2 separate regions of the Anas platyrhynchos genome follow, and region 2 is linked to region 1. The links are chromatin contacts, called in public Hi-C maps. All regions are on one chromosome and are shown on one strand. Each heading gives the region's core, a stretch centred on a gene start, on an enhancer-like site or on the middle of the called end of the contact. The rest is flanking DNA. Distances are from core to core; before and after follow the strand shown.

Region 1 (7,087 bases), core at 1,892-4,391:
TGACTTCATTTGTCCTTACTGGCATGTGCTCATCACATAACACCAATGCATTCAGCAAATTGCACTTATAGCAGTACATAGGTCTTCATGCTAGGTCAAAACCAAGTGCACACTACTTTTCCCTCAAAATGAGCTCTGAGAACAAGTGCTGTGTTTGAAACCTTCCCATACCATATGCTGGATAAGCCTTCCAAAACTCAAAAGTCACAAATGATGTGAGGTTTGCCTCCTGTGCTCTGTTGGCGCAGAACCACTGGGCTGCAGCGGGGTTTTGGAGGGTGCCTGTAGGGAGCTCCTGGTGCTGCTCACCCTCCTGGACCTGAGCTGGAGCGGTGGCCCATGCTTGGGTAATGGTCCACACTGCAGTGGTGAACCGTGCTGCACACCACTGCCTGGTTTCAGGATGGTGCAGGGCAGTGACCATGGTGCACATGGTCACAGACCACCAGTTGGCTTCCTATGCTGGTTTCAGTCCTTTTCCTCCTTTCCTACAGCACATACTCTAAAAACCACTTATATCACAGCGTAAGTATTACTTCCACTAAAGCACTGTGATGCTTTGAGAAGCCTGCACAGCTCAGGCTTCTGAATGCAGGAGGAATAATTGCATTATTTCCTGTGCAAGGAGAGGAACAAGCAGGTTCAGCCTTGTTGCCTTCCTACCAAGAGCCAAATCAGTGCTCGAGAAGGATTCAGAAAATTATTTTTCTGACCAAAAAATCACCAGTGAATCGGCAGAGGTGTAGTTTCATTTGTTAGAGTTATTTTACCAATGTTGGAGGAGTCCTGAGTAAATGTTGGTCTGTAGGCTGCTTTCTTGTGTATTTCAGAATGAATGGACAGTGTCCAAACTTTTGATCTCTTCAGGCTAAACGGAGGTAGTCAACGTGTTTGTTTTGAAAGACCTCAAAAAGAGATTTCACTGGTAAATGGCTTGTGGTTTTTGAGTATGAAGCTAATGTTTTAAAACTATTCAGTGCTACTGGTTTGAAATCCACTGGAAATCCCCTGCACCTATCGGACAGTTTCTGGCAGTGAGTTCATTTTCTAAAATACTACATAAAAAGGATGACACAAGCTAAAGGAGGTCCAAGAGCTCTTGTTTTAAAATTCTGACCAAGATTACAACATCAATAAATGTTGTAAACCAGTCCAGCTCTGGTAACAGTGAATAAACCTTTTTTTTTTTTTTTTTTTTTTTTCAATTCAATTTCTCTTTGCATCTCTCCTTGTTTTCAAGGGTTACTGGTGACTTCCCTCAGCTTATTTATTTTTATCCCAGCTTTTGTGTTTTTGTTCCCTCCCTTCCACCACGAGTGACCTCACTGGAAAGTCCAAGAAAGCCTCACCATAAAGTTTGTGAATTCTCCCAAGGCAAAAAAAAAAAAAAAAAAAGGATCATGATCATTACTTCCCATTTGGTTGTAAAATGTGGTTCCATAAATGTTCTTTTCAAATCTGATACAATTACAAAGGAACAACAGCTCCAGTTCTGAGGTGGAGCGCCAGCAAAAACCATTCAAGCCTCAGCCGTTAAGCAAAATATTATCTGTATATTATCTGTATCTTATGTTTCTATATTGATTGTATTTGTATTTTTCACAGATTGTGAGGCAGCTGGGTGTTGGGGAAACAGCTGGGGTGAAGTCACCAAGTCCTTAGGCGGCAGCAGAAGGCTGCTCAGAGCACACGTGCAAGCAGGCTGGGCGAAACCTGGGGAGCTGAAAAATGAGCAAAAGCAGGCCAAAAGGGCAGCGCAGACCTTCTCAGACTGATCACCCCTGTGCAGTAATTATGGCCCCAACACTTGAGCAGAGCTGATCTCAGCATGCCACGGCAAATATCTGCTTCCTCCAGCACCGCATGGAAAGGGAACCGGGGGCTGACTCACGCCCAGTGAAGTTTTGGGTGTTGGTAGTGAATGGCAAAAGCCGTTTGGGTGAAAGTGAGACCAAGAACGAAAGGGAGAAGTAGAAAAGCTGTGTATCAGCAGCGGCACAGAGAGAAGAAAGTGCTGATGGCGTTTGCACAACAGCACGGTGAATCAGCTGCGGGGATGTGCCCATTGGAGACCTCTCGGTACCACCCGGCCAGCAGCACGAGCGAGAGCACACAGCTGCACTCGGGTGCCCTGTGGTGACGTAGAGGAAGGAAGATACTAGAAAGGAAGAAAAAGTTCCAGGAAAATGAAATTGGATTTTAAAACCAAGAGGAAGGCAAAAGATAAGCTACGTTTGTCAGGGTGCCTTTCCACCACACTCTGCAGGTTTGGGATTGGAGCTCCCCATCCCTGCCTGCTTGCTCCCAGATTCGTTCAGTTTCATTGTGAGATCCTTTTTTAGTCAGATCCATTTCCAAGTAGGAGTGAGAGGGAGATGTGGTCTGCATGTGGATGGGGACAAGTGCCTGGAGAAGGGCAAAGGGTCCCTTGTCCCAGCTTTGCAGCAGAGACACACTCGTGTGACACCTCGTGAAGAGGCAGCCTGTGGCTGCCACACATCTGCATCGAAGGACAGAGCCAACAAACCTGTGATGGTGTTATTTAACCTTTTTACATATATATATATTTTTTGATCTTGTGACTGTGGATCCTCCTGCTCCTGCTGCACAAATATCTCAGGGCATCTCTTAAAGTTTTCCATTTAAGAAAATTCGGCTGCAGTGAATGAATCTGTATCACTGGAGGACTGGTAGCTCATCATTTTCTATGGATCAGTTTAGTGAGTTCATTTTTACAAAGAGAACCTTTAACTGCCCTGTGGTTTATGCTTCTCCTCTGCATCACATCTTGTATTTGATGACTTTATAAAGGTTTGTCCTGGATGTTAATCGGTGGCTGGTGGCTGCCCACTGAGCAAAGAATTACCGAGTGGGCTCAGCATCTATGGGGCATTGCTCCCACCAGTAGCACCCTGTGCCATCCTGGCCATCTGCGCAGCCTCAGCCACATTTTGGAAAGATGACATTCCCAGAGGCTAGCAGGGACCTGGCACATCGCAAAACTAAAGGCGACAGCAGTTGCAGTAGCCCTGCTCTCAGTCAGTCTTTATTCATTCGTTCGTTCGTTTGTTCCCTGTCCCGTTCTGGGCTCTAGTGGATGGAACTGGCTGGTGCCAGCCGTGAAGTTCCCGAAAATGTTCCTCTACCAAAAACATCACTAGATGGCGATAGAAGCTTTCAAACGGAGCTGGAGTCTGAGGCTTTGCACAGGGTTTAGGGACTCAGGCTGTCCCAAAAGGAATGGGGCTGACCTGGACCTCAGCTGATCTGCAAAAATGTCAGTCAGAGAAAGCAGGAAAGACCTTAAATAATATTGTAGCACTGCCCTGTACAGTGCCAGCATAGCAGGCTAACTTCCCTTGCCTGTGCATATCCCCAGGGGGAAGAGGCTGTAGCTTGGGGCTATAGCTGGGCCTCTTCAGCTCTGGCCATCATTCCTGTTCCCTCCATGAGAGGCAGTAAGCTGCAGTATATCAATATTTGTTTTGAGGCATGGCTCTGGCATGCTGGGGCAGGGATATAGAGGCAGCTGGAGGACCTCTGCTTGCCAGTGGGGCAAATAATCTTGGCTAAGTAACCAGAGCTTGGCCAGCTGGCCAGAACAACACCACAGTGCCCAGAGCATCCTTTGGCATGTTGTGCAGGAATAAAAGCTCACTCGGGGCACAGCACGCTGCCTTCCCACCCGTGAGTCCTCACCCTAGCACATCTCCACCTCTGGGGGACACTCCTGCTTGCAAGATTGAAGAAACCAAGAAAAATTAAATTTAGTATTATATACAGTAACAAATTTCTGCAAGGATGACACCATTCTGGGTGTTAAGGTACTGCCTAGGGAAGCTGTGGGAGGTGTATCTCCTCATTATATGCTGTAAACACGATTAACTTGTTTTTCTGTGTAAATGACCTCTATGATTCATTGTTGTCAGGCAACATGCACAGAGTTTCAGTTCCAGATGAATTTTAGAAAGGGTTTGAGTAATTTTTTTTTTTCTTTTTTTTCTTTTTTTTTTTTTTCTGGCCCATCACACACAACTGTGAAATCACACTTGGGTTAGTTACCTAAGCTGCTTTGGCATCCTAGTGAAGTTTCCAAGGCCAAGGATGCTTGTTTCCTACATGTTCCTGCTTGCCCTCTGCTCTGCTGCTTGCTGTGCTGTGGTAGGGGAGCAGAGGTGGCACCCCAAAAGCTCTGATATCCCTCTGCCTCCCAGCAGGCACAGCAGATCCTGCTGGGGTGGTGAAACCTGTCCTCTGCTCCTCCAGTCCCCAGAGTCATCATCTTCAGCATCACCTCCATGGGCTTGCAGGGATGTATTTCATGGACTTCACATGTGCCTGTGCCCCAGATCTCCCTGTGACTCAGGAGATGTCACACCTCGCTAAGGGCAGGTCACCTCCTCCCTCGAGTCCAGGGTGCATGCAGGCACAGGCAGGATCTGTGGCCTCTCTGCAGCATAGAAGTGAGTCTTCACGGTCCTCACGGCTTCATTTCCCTGTACCCCCCTCTAAACAGCATGTTGTCCTCATACACCCCACAGCCCCATGTCATTCAGTGAGCGTCTGGATGAAATCGTGCCCCGTGAGACAGAAAGAAGAGGCTGTGGTCTAGATGACAGTGTTTTGGTTTCAAATGGAGCTGAAGGAAATGGACACCTCAGATGGTTCACTGCCCCCTGCAACCCCTTGCAAGGCTCAGTGAGCAGGACATCGCCGTGCAGCACCACGGGGAAGTGCATCGGCATTGTCCCCAGCCTGATAGCAGCACGGCTTCGGGTAAGGCCGCAGAGGCTTTGCTGAGGAAAGGTCGGGATTGCATCACCCACTTCTCCTACCAGTGGAAGTGCTCACAGGCTCTGACAGGGCTGAGGATCTCCTCCTGAGCTAGAAAGAAGTCTTCTGCCAAAACCAGGGGCTTGGGCTCAAATGCCTCCCTCTCCCAGCCCAGGCAAGGTGCTGGCTGGCACCCTGAAGGACGTGTTAAAACTGCTGATATTAACTGTGTCCTGACAACATACTGGGAAAAAAAAGGACAAAGGAGAGTCCCACAAGCTGCAAAGCTGAGTGTTGGCCATTCGGAGTCTATGTCAGCAATTTAATATTTGATCTCTGCATCTGGATGGGCAGCCTCCAGGCAGCCTGGAGGCAGATGACCCGGCCCTCGCCCTGCTGATGATACCTGCAGTTGCACCAGCTGCTTTCTTCAGGCTCCACCGAAAGCTCAGACCAGTCTGGGAAGTTTTAACCTTTTCTTTTTTCTTTTTCTTTTTTTCTTTTTATTTTTTTTTTAATTGGTATTCAGAAAAATAAATGTAATTCTCTTTCTCCTGTCACCACTATTTTCGTTTTCATGTGTTCTTGAGCTTCTGATTTCCAGTTACAACTGAAAGCAGAAGTGAGAGGCAGCAAGAAAGGCAGTTCTCAGGGTATTTTAGGTTCAGACAGAGTCAGGAGGTTTTGGAAACAAATTATGAGATAATTTGGTTTGTGCTTAGCTAAAGGAAAAGCAAAATTTGACGCTTACTTATCCCTGTGAACAAGCCACATACTTTCTCCTCCCTCTGAAATACCCACTTGGTGTCAGCATCCACAAGTCTGTTCCAGTTTTGCCAGGCAGAAAATGTTTCTGAGTAATAGTGTTTGTCTCTTCAGTAGGAATTCCTGTCTGAGGATCTGAAAATATCTGATAACCCTCATTTTGACAGAGGAAGAGCAGACAAACACCAGATTTTCTGAACACAAGGCTTTCCCTAACCTGCCCAAGCTCATGTTCAGTTGCTGGGATAGAGCCCAGATACACTCTGTCTTTAAGTAAGCATTATTTGTGCATATTTTCCTTCAGCAAGTAGGCCAATTTGGATAAATATATATATATAATTGTCTCCTTTTCAAAGTGAGTTTTGTACAGATTTGGTGTTAGCCACTCAGAGAGGCAGAGCCTCTGGCCAGGATGGGGGGATGAGGTGCAGATCTGTTTATACACCATACACTTCTTGCAGGAGAGATAACAGGTTTTGCTACAGAGCAAATATTTGCCAACAGCAATGATACGGAGTGTGGACTTGAAACAGAAAATATATTTGGGAGCAGTGAAAGCCTGTGGGTTTTTCTTTATGTTACACCAAATGACCCTGAGCAAATCACACTAGAACAGGTGGGCACAGGGCAGGGTATGGAAGATACTAAAAGTGAGGGAATTTCAGGTGGAGTCCAGTGGAGTTTTCAGGCCACAGACAAGGAGTTCAAAGTCCTAGATGCACAGTGAAAACAAGCAGATGTTTTCAGATGTGCTCTAGGGACAGTGTGGAGATGTAAGACCTTAGGGAGGCATTCCCAGCATGAAATCCACCTAGGTGAAAGACTTACCTTTGGGGGCTGGATCCAGCCCAGCTGATCCTACAGGATACTTCAAGTTAAAAACAAGCAAACAAACAAAATGATTTTGAAATTTAGATCTGGGCAGAGAATTGTTCTTGCAGCTTATAGCCTATTATCAGGACAACTTCCCATTCAACTCCAAGTTTCAACTGTTGAAAAAAAAAAAAAAGTTTGTGTTTGCTCTGTCTAATCTTACGAGACAGGAAGAGGAAAATAAGATAGAGTGGGAGATATAGGAAGAATGTGTATCAAGGAGAAAGGAAGTAGTCATGCTGATAAGGTTAGTTAATAAGGAAACATTACAGTAAATGAGAGAACTGTGCCTGTTTCCACTAAGAAATATGTTGATGTCAGACAGAAAGAAAGAACACACACACAAAAGAAAGCAAGAAAGCAAGCAAGCAAGCAAGCAAGAAAGAAAGAAAGAAAGAAAGAATAGAAAGAACAGAAATTAAGGGGCATTGTACATAAATGTAATCAGTTCAGCTAATAAAGTGGAGGAGGACCTTGATCTTCCAGTGAAAGACACGTAATCCACCAGTAAGGAGATAACAGTAGGGAAAAATGCTCTCGGGATTGTAGGGTTGAGAGAGGTCAGGAAAGAGAGTGGTACTGGAGAATTTTGATCTGTGTAAAAATCAGTTTTTTGAACTGGTCATTAAGTGCTAGCAGGGCAGTTTCAGAAATCTGTCATAAATTCTTCCGGGTC
Region 2 (7,087 bases), core at 3,310-5,809, 60 kb after region 1:
AATAAGGAAATCTTGTCTACCTGCCTAAAAGTCAGAGTTATTTTCTAGAGAAAAGAAGACTGAAGCCCCAGCCAGCATGGTTGTAGAAGCAACTGTAGCTTAATAGCTTTCTACAGAAGTCGCTAGCTGAGGATCTTGTGTGTTACTGGTAATAATAAACGCATAAAGAATACCACTGGAAGGGGGTTTTGGTTTCTGCAACTGTACTCGTACATGAAAGGCATCAAACGCAGAGCAGAAAACCAAGCTCAGGCACAGTGAAGCATCTGTATGCAAATACAAGTTGAATTTTCAAAGGGCTCCAATGCTGAACCCCAAATCTTTTAGGCATCTTTGACAAATCACTGTCGGTATCAATGACACAGAGGTTTGTGCTGGGAAGAAGACACAGGGCATGTCTTCTGCTGAAGCATCACGCTGTGATGAATGGCCAGGAGGTCTGGTGAGTCAGTCGTCCATTCTGGGCTGCTCTTTGTTTCTGTAAATGAGCTAGTGTGTATCTGGGAGAATGGGAACTCGTCTGGAACTGGAAAACTGATCCAAGAAACAGCTCACTTGGTGCTGTGACAAAAATGTAGCCGAGTATTTCAAATGTTCAAATAATGGCGATGTTTTTAATGAAACAAGATATTGTAACCTTGTTTGACACTGCCACTACTGTTTGTTGCCGAAAGAAATGGAAAAAAAAAAGCAATACAGACGCACTCTAATCTTCCGGTTTTATTATCTGTAACACCAGAGTAAGGAGCAGCAGATAGGATGAAATATGATCTTTTGATAAGACTTTACCACACTGACTGTCAGGTTTAAAGATCGTACTCAGATTCGAATGACGTAAGAGTTACTGCTGCATTAAGCTATCTGTAAGTGTATTTATTTAATACACTAATTTAATAAAGCTACTTTTAAAAGTAACTCATTGATTTTGTTCTGTTTCCTGTTGAAATGTATTGTGTTCAGCCTGTTTCCTATTAAAATTAAGAGAAATGGGTTCCACCTTGTTGTTCTCCTTTGGCACTAAGGATGCTGCTGACAAGACGGCCAAAATCCCACAAAGTTCAAAACTTTCTTGCCTGTTCATGAAAGCTTTCTTATTCCTCCCTCACAGTTCTAGAGCAGTTTATATGCATCTCTTTGAAAGCTTGTGGTCGTGATATGACAGCCTGCCCTACAGGTATTATTTCCAGAAACAAGCTCCTGTATATAATGGGCAAAATGTACTGAAATGGGCAAAACGTACTGACATTTGCAAAAGGCTGTGTTACAGCTGAGGGGTGAGTGAGGTGTTTTGCACCCATGGGGGTCAGGTGCTGAAGCAGGAACAAGCTCGGAGCTGCTAAGCTACAAACACAGACCCACTGTGCCAGTGGTCCTGTAAGCCAACTGAAAGCCTTCATTCAGAGCCTCCTTGCTGACAGGAGGCTAATTCAATCTCTCTCTTTTATTTTTTATTTATTTTTTTTTTTCCTCTGTGGCAGAGGGGCCCGGGGTGAAACCTCTTCTCCCCTGCTCCTGCTCAAGCCCCGGCCACCCCGGTGCCACACAGGCCTCAATTCACAGCACCGGCTGAAGGAGCCCAGGAAACTGCACGGTTTCCTGTCTCTTTTACAGCCTGTCAGCAGGAACCATCAGCCCAGTTTCTAATAACTTTTTGTTTTAATCGGGAAAAGGCTGACGTGGGTCTATTCCTGAGGCGCCCGCCCCCGGTGCCATGGCGCCCGTGCCCACACAAGGCCCCGTGACGCAGGGAGCTCCTGGCGGGGTGGCCTGGGCGAGGTGAGCGCTCTCAGGGGATTTCCCCCGCCTCACGAGGCGGCCTTGGGGTGCCGCTGCTCAGCCCTCGCAGCTTTCTCTTTTACAACCGCAGGGGAGGAGATGTGGAGAGCACTGTCCTCATCTCATGTGGCTTCGGCGCTGCCTCCCTCTGCCAGTTAGGCTTCACCGCTCAGAGACGCTGCTCCTCGAGAGGGGGTCGGGTTGGGGGATTTGGGGACGGCTCTGTCAGTTTTAGGAAGTTTTGTTCTGGCCCAGGGAAGGGAATGAATCCATGACTGTGAAAAGGGCCCGATCCCTGCATTTACATCTCTGCAAAGTCTGCAGAAGCGTTGCTGTGCTGCTGGAGCCCTGCTGGGAATGTGACGCAAAGCACGTTTTCTCTTGGTATAGCACTGGAGGGAAAAAATCCCTCCCCACGCTGACAGCATGAAAACTGCTAATTCTGTTTGCTTCCTTTTAAGGCATTTACGCAGCTTGAAGAGATTTCTTTTGTTTTTCAACCCCAGCCAGCACAGACGGACAATGTGAGGATGGCTCCGTATCGCACCCCACGTCACAGTGAAAATGGGCACGGTGATGGACAGGGGCTGGGATCAACCTGCTGCAAGCACCTGGATCTTGAAGCAGGTTGTGGCCCCCTCAGCTTCCCTGCCTCATGCTTTGTGCTGTGCATGATGATAAAAGGCACAGGAGCCCAGCCCAGGCTGTGTGCCATCTCCTCCTGCTCTGTCCTGCTCACCTCTGGACCAAACTCTGGACAAACACTTATGCTTTCCTGGTATTACGTCCATGCCCTAGATAGAAGCTATGCTTTTTCTGCACGTTCTGGGAGAAGACAGATCCTGAAAAGCCAGAAGATGGCAAAGAAACACCTCCCATCTTCCACACACTGCTTGCTGCCTTCCTGCTCCATAGCTCCTTGCCTGCTCAGTTCTGCCTCAGAAATTTTGAGTTTACTTCCAACAGTAATAGTAAAAAAAAAGTTATTTGCATGACTTTAACCATAACCAGTCCTTGATGATGGCAAAGGCAGTGGGTTGGAAAGCTCCCTGTCTTGCAGTGCATCCAGACAGCACGTGGACGTGGTCTTGCAGGAGCCTGCGATGTGCTGAGAAAGACAGATTGGGTGGTCTGCTCCCAAGAGTAGCAACCCGGTGGGTGGGGAGATGCTGTAGATCATAATTTTGGATGACTTCAGCGCAGCACAGAAGACTGAACTTCATGCTGCTGTTCCTGTCAAAAAACATTACTGTTTAGCTGCACCCCAGCCCTCCTCATTGCTGTTGGAAGTTGCACGTGATGCCACAGGGTGGACGTGGTGCCACTGGGTGCAGGTCGCCCTGGTCGGGATATGGCCACCTGCACCAGCTGAGGGTCAAACAGGCAATGGAGCCGATTACATCCACCCACCCGTGAGCCCCCAGCCAAGCAACAAGTGAGTTGGTGGGTTTTATTGAAGTGTGTTTAGAAATAATCCACCACAGTGCTTGGAAAACCTTGAAGAGCAAAGAAGGTGCCTGGCTCTGCCAGCAAAAACATCTCCTAAAAGGAGAAGATAAATTACCTCTCACGTGTGGTGGACTCACTTTCCAGAAAGGCGGCTGCCACCAGGAGTGGTGGGAGGGATACCAGAGGCAGCTCATACAGGGAGGTGATTTCTCTCAGCATGAAGCTATGCATCTGTTCTGCCTGCCACAGACCTCCCGACATCAGCACTCCCTGCCTCGTCTCAGCATCTTTCTCTCAGTGTGAGGCTGCAGGCTCCTGTGCAAAATATATATATATAATTTTAACAAGGAATAGCTGCTGCTGGAGAAGCACAAGTCAAAGGCACCAAAGCACTCTCTGAGCCAGCCTGCCTGCCGTTTCTTCCTGAGGCTGAGCATGGGGCTATTGGTTGGAAAGGGCTTTGCTGAGGTTCCAAGCAAGCTGGGAAAACTTTCTCTCCACTGATTTCTCCAAAATTGAAATTGAAATGGATTATTTCCAGAAGGTTTCTTCATACGCATGTAAACATGAACCAGAAAAATTTGTTCCATGGCGTTTTCCTATAAAATTCTCATTATTTCAGAGTACTTTTTCCAAGCCCTGTTAAGCACGTGTGGCAGAACCATTTCATCCCTGTGAAGATCTACAGACTTTTCCACTTGGGCTGAGAGCTGGTAAAGCCCAGGTCATTGGATACTCCTTACCAACAGAAAGTTCTTCTGTCATTCACTAAAAAAGTCCTTGTACCAACAAATGAATGGAGAGATAAAAACCACATCAATTTGGAGCTGGGTAACAAGTAATCACTGTATGTTTGAGGCTGGCTGGGACTCTGGAGGGCATCTCGTCACCTAGCAGCTAGAGCAGGTTGGCCAGGGCCATGTCCAGCTGGTTTTGGATGTCTGAGGATGAATCCTGTACAACCTCCCTGGTCAGCCTGCTCTCCTCTTTAACCACTCTCACAGAGTTTTTGTTTCTTGTGCTTAAATGAAATTTCTTACATTTTGGTCAGTGCTCGTTGCCTGTCACTGGCCACCACTGTAAAGAGCCTGGCTCTGTGCCCTTTAAACCCTTCTGTCAGGTATTTATACACAGTGGTGAGATCCCCTCTGCGCCTTTTCTTCCCCAGGCTGAACAGTCCCAGATCTCTCAGCTCCCCCCTGTTTAAGAGATACTCTAATTAACACCTTCACATCACTTCTCTGGATTTGCTGTGGTATGTTTGCATCATTCTGGCCCCAAACTGGATTTAGGACTTCACAGATAGCCTCACCCATGCTGTTGGGAAGGATCTCCTCCCTCCACCTGCTGGCAGCACCCTGCTAAAGCAGCCCAGGAGGCTGTGGGCCTTCTGTGCCGCAAGGGCACACCGCTGGCTCACGTTCATCTCGGTGTCCATCAGGACTCTCAGGTCCTTTCTGCAGATCTTTCTTCCCCCAGCACGTGTCAGTACCTGGGGTTGTTCCACCCCATGGCACCCTGCCACTTGCTGAAATTCATGGAGTTCCTATAGCAGGTATGCAAATTTCTGTTAATCTCTGCAGTGCTCACAGTATATATATGTATCCTGTTCTACAGTATTCTCCAGAAAATATGATCTCAACAGCAATGATTACATGTAATCCTAACCCATATATCTCTACCTTCCTCCTCTTCCTTTTCCTCCCACCTCCAGCACCTTATTTCTAAATCCTCCTCCTCAGTGCCTGTGGGAAGAGTTGGCTTTGCGGCATGCCCGCGGCTTTGTGCTTCGCTCTCCAAAGCGCGCGGGGCTTGCACATTGACACCTCTGCGGCGTATCCTTGAAAACTTCAGCTTCATTTTCCAGAGGAGGAGAGCTCTGGTGAAGGTTTTCCATTAACCTCTTCCCAACCCGAGTGCTCAAGCCACTGCTGACGTTGTCAGATCCCCAGACAGGGGTACCATTGACACGCTGTTGTGGTGGAAAGGTGAAATGGTGCCGCTTAAACACCCAAATTTAATCTGCTACCCGGCGTGTGACTTGCAACACCACAGGATTTCCCTGAAAGATTAATGATGTTAAAATGTGCTAATGGAAGATGAGAGCAGCTTTCAGCTGCACGACGTGCTGCCGGTGCTGTAAAAAAATGAACAGCTGAAGTACCAGCAGCACTCTGGGGGGGAGAGGCTGCGCCGATTTTAGGGCCGTGCGTGTGGTACCCGGGCACCGCCGCCTCCCAGCACTCCAGCCTCACGCTTCAGCAGAGCAGGCATGCTCTGAAATGACAGTTTTTTCCAAAATGTTCCTCTGCCTTTTATGTTTGCCCCCTCAAGCAGAAGAAGACTCCCTGCATTAAAAACCACAGCAGGTTTTTTTTTCAGAAATATCGTTTTGGCCTCCGCCTGCCCATCCATCCGCAGAGACCCCAGCTGATGATGAGAGGCACAAGGCCCCCCCTCCCTGTGCCTCTCTGCATGTACCCACATCACCCTGGGAACCAGACTGCTCCCCACCTTCCATCTGGGTGCCAAAATCCGCCCCTCTGCCCCACGCTGGCACTTTTTCCCTTCTCAGCTCTTTTTTGAGTTTGCATCCTTCTGTAGTTTCAGCCATGGTGGGACAGCTGGATTTTGGGCACTGCTAGCTGGGAAGATTTTCTGTCCAAGAAAACGTTACCCACTGCTCCAGGGCATAAATAAGGAGCAAAAATTTGGCAAATTTGGCCTTGTTTGGCATAAAGCAGGTGTATAAGGCAAGGGATGCAGATGGCACGATGGTCACACTAAATCCTCCAAACGGGCAGAAAAGCAGGTCTCTGTTTGCAAGCCCACACCCCTGACAATTTGTGATTCTTATTGAAAGAATTAAATTAAATACCATGCTCTGGAGAACGCAGGTTTAACTTGGAAAGAGAGAGAGGGTCCTGCTTGTAGACTTGACCAGAAAGTGGGAGGTGTCCCATAGGGTATTTTTGTTCTCTCTTTATCAGAAGATGATTTGGATGGTGTCATTCTCTATTAATTAACCCAGTGGGTTAATCCCTGTTCCTTCTGCAAGCTTTCCCAGGGGGAAGAGAGGAAAGTGAAAGAGTAAATTTGGGCTGTTAAAATACTTGGTTCAGGCTGCATTCTCTTTTGGGTCACATCTCAAGCTGCTCACCCCACAAACCATCTAACACTGTAAGTAAGAAGGTGCAGCAAAGATCTCCAAGGCCAGCCCTGCTATGGGGACAGCCCAGTGGGGCAGCAGAAACCACTGTGGAGGAAACTGATGGAGAAGAACAGACAGGAGATGCGAGTGCAGCATCCCAGAGGCAAATGGGCCGGATCCCACGGGACCTCTGCTCTGCCCCTGCCGTGGTGATGGAGGAGCACGGCAGCAGCCGCCTGTGCGCTGAGGTTGATCACGGCTGACTTTCTGTGGCCACACGCGATGGTGGAGATGATTAAAGCAAACTCCAGCACTCTCCTCAGCGCGGGGATGCTGATGAGGGGTGACAGCTGCACCACTGCTGTCCTGTTGCGCGGTGGCTATCGGAGATGGGAGCACAGAGCGCAGCACCAACTGCAGCTCCTTGCAGCACAGCTTCTCCTCTAACATCAGCGCCATCTGGGACACCGAGCAGCAACAGGACACAGGAGACCCGCAGCGAGGGGCAGCACGCTTTGCTTTGAGGCTTCAGTAGCTGGCTGCAGAGAGAACAGTGTTAACATACGGCCCAGCACATCCCGACTTGGCAGCAGGAACTGCCCAGTGGATTTTTAAACGGCTTACGTGTTTCAGAACAGATGTGAAGCTGAAGTTTTGTTATTGCATGGCACTTCTCAGCTATTCTTTTCCATGAGATGTTTCATATGCTTC

Evidence for each region. Hi-C and Micro-C count contacts between places; a contact is called where the count stands out from the background.
Region 2: a Hi-C map of skeletal muscle shows a contact between it and region 1, with 4 times the contacts expected there. The contact joins two enhancer-like sites. A contact is called at or near these places in 3 of 8 Hi-C or Micro-C datasets (liver, skeletal muscle and subcutaneous adipose tissue).

What each region holds. Positions count from the first base shown.
Region 1 is chr2:143,532,655-143,539,741 of IASCAAS_PekinDuck_T2T, forward strand. No RefSeq gene overlaps it. Among named protein-coding and RNA genes, the nearest start is that of MAP3K8, 30 kb to the right of the region's middle. Within about 2 kb of position 3,142, at least 1 of the 8 cell types and tissues checked has an H3K27ac peak or open chromatin away from gene starts, as enhancers often do. A contact at or near this core is called in subcutaneous adipose tissue, where this site is marked.
Region 2 is chr2:143,591,557-143,598,643 of IASCAAS_PekinDuck_T2T, forward strand. No RefSeq gene overlaps it. Among named protein-coding and RNA genes, the nearest start is that of MTPAP, 28 kb to the left of the region's middle. Within about 2 kb of position 4,560, at least 1 of the 8 cell types and tissues checked has an H3K27ac peak or open chromatin away from gene starts, as enhancers often do. A contact at or near this core is called in subcutaneous adipose tissue, where this site is marked.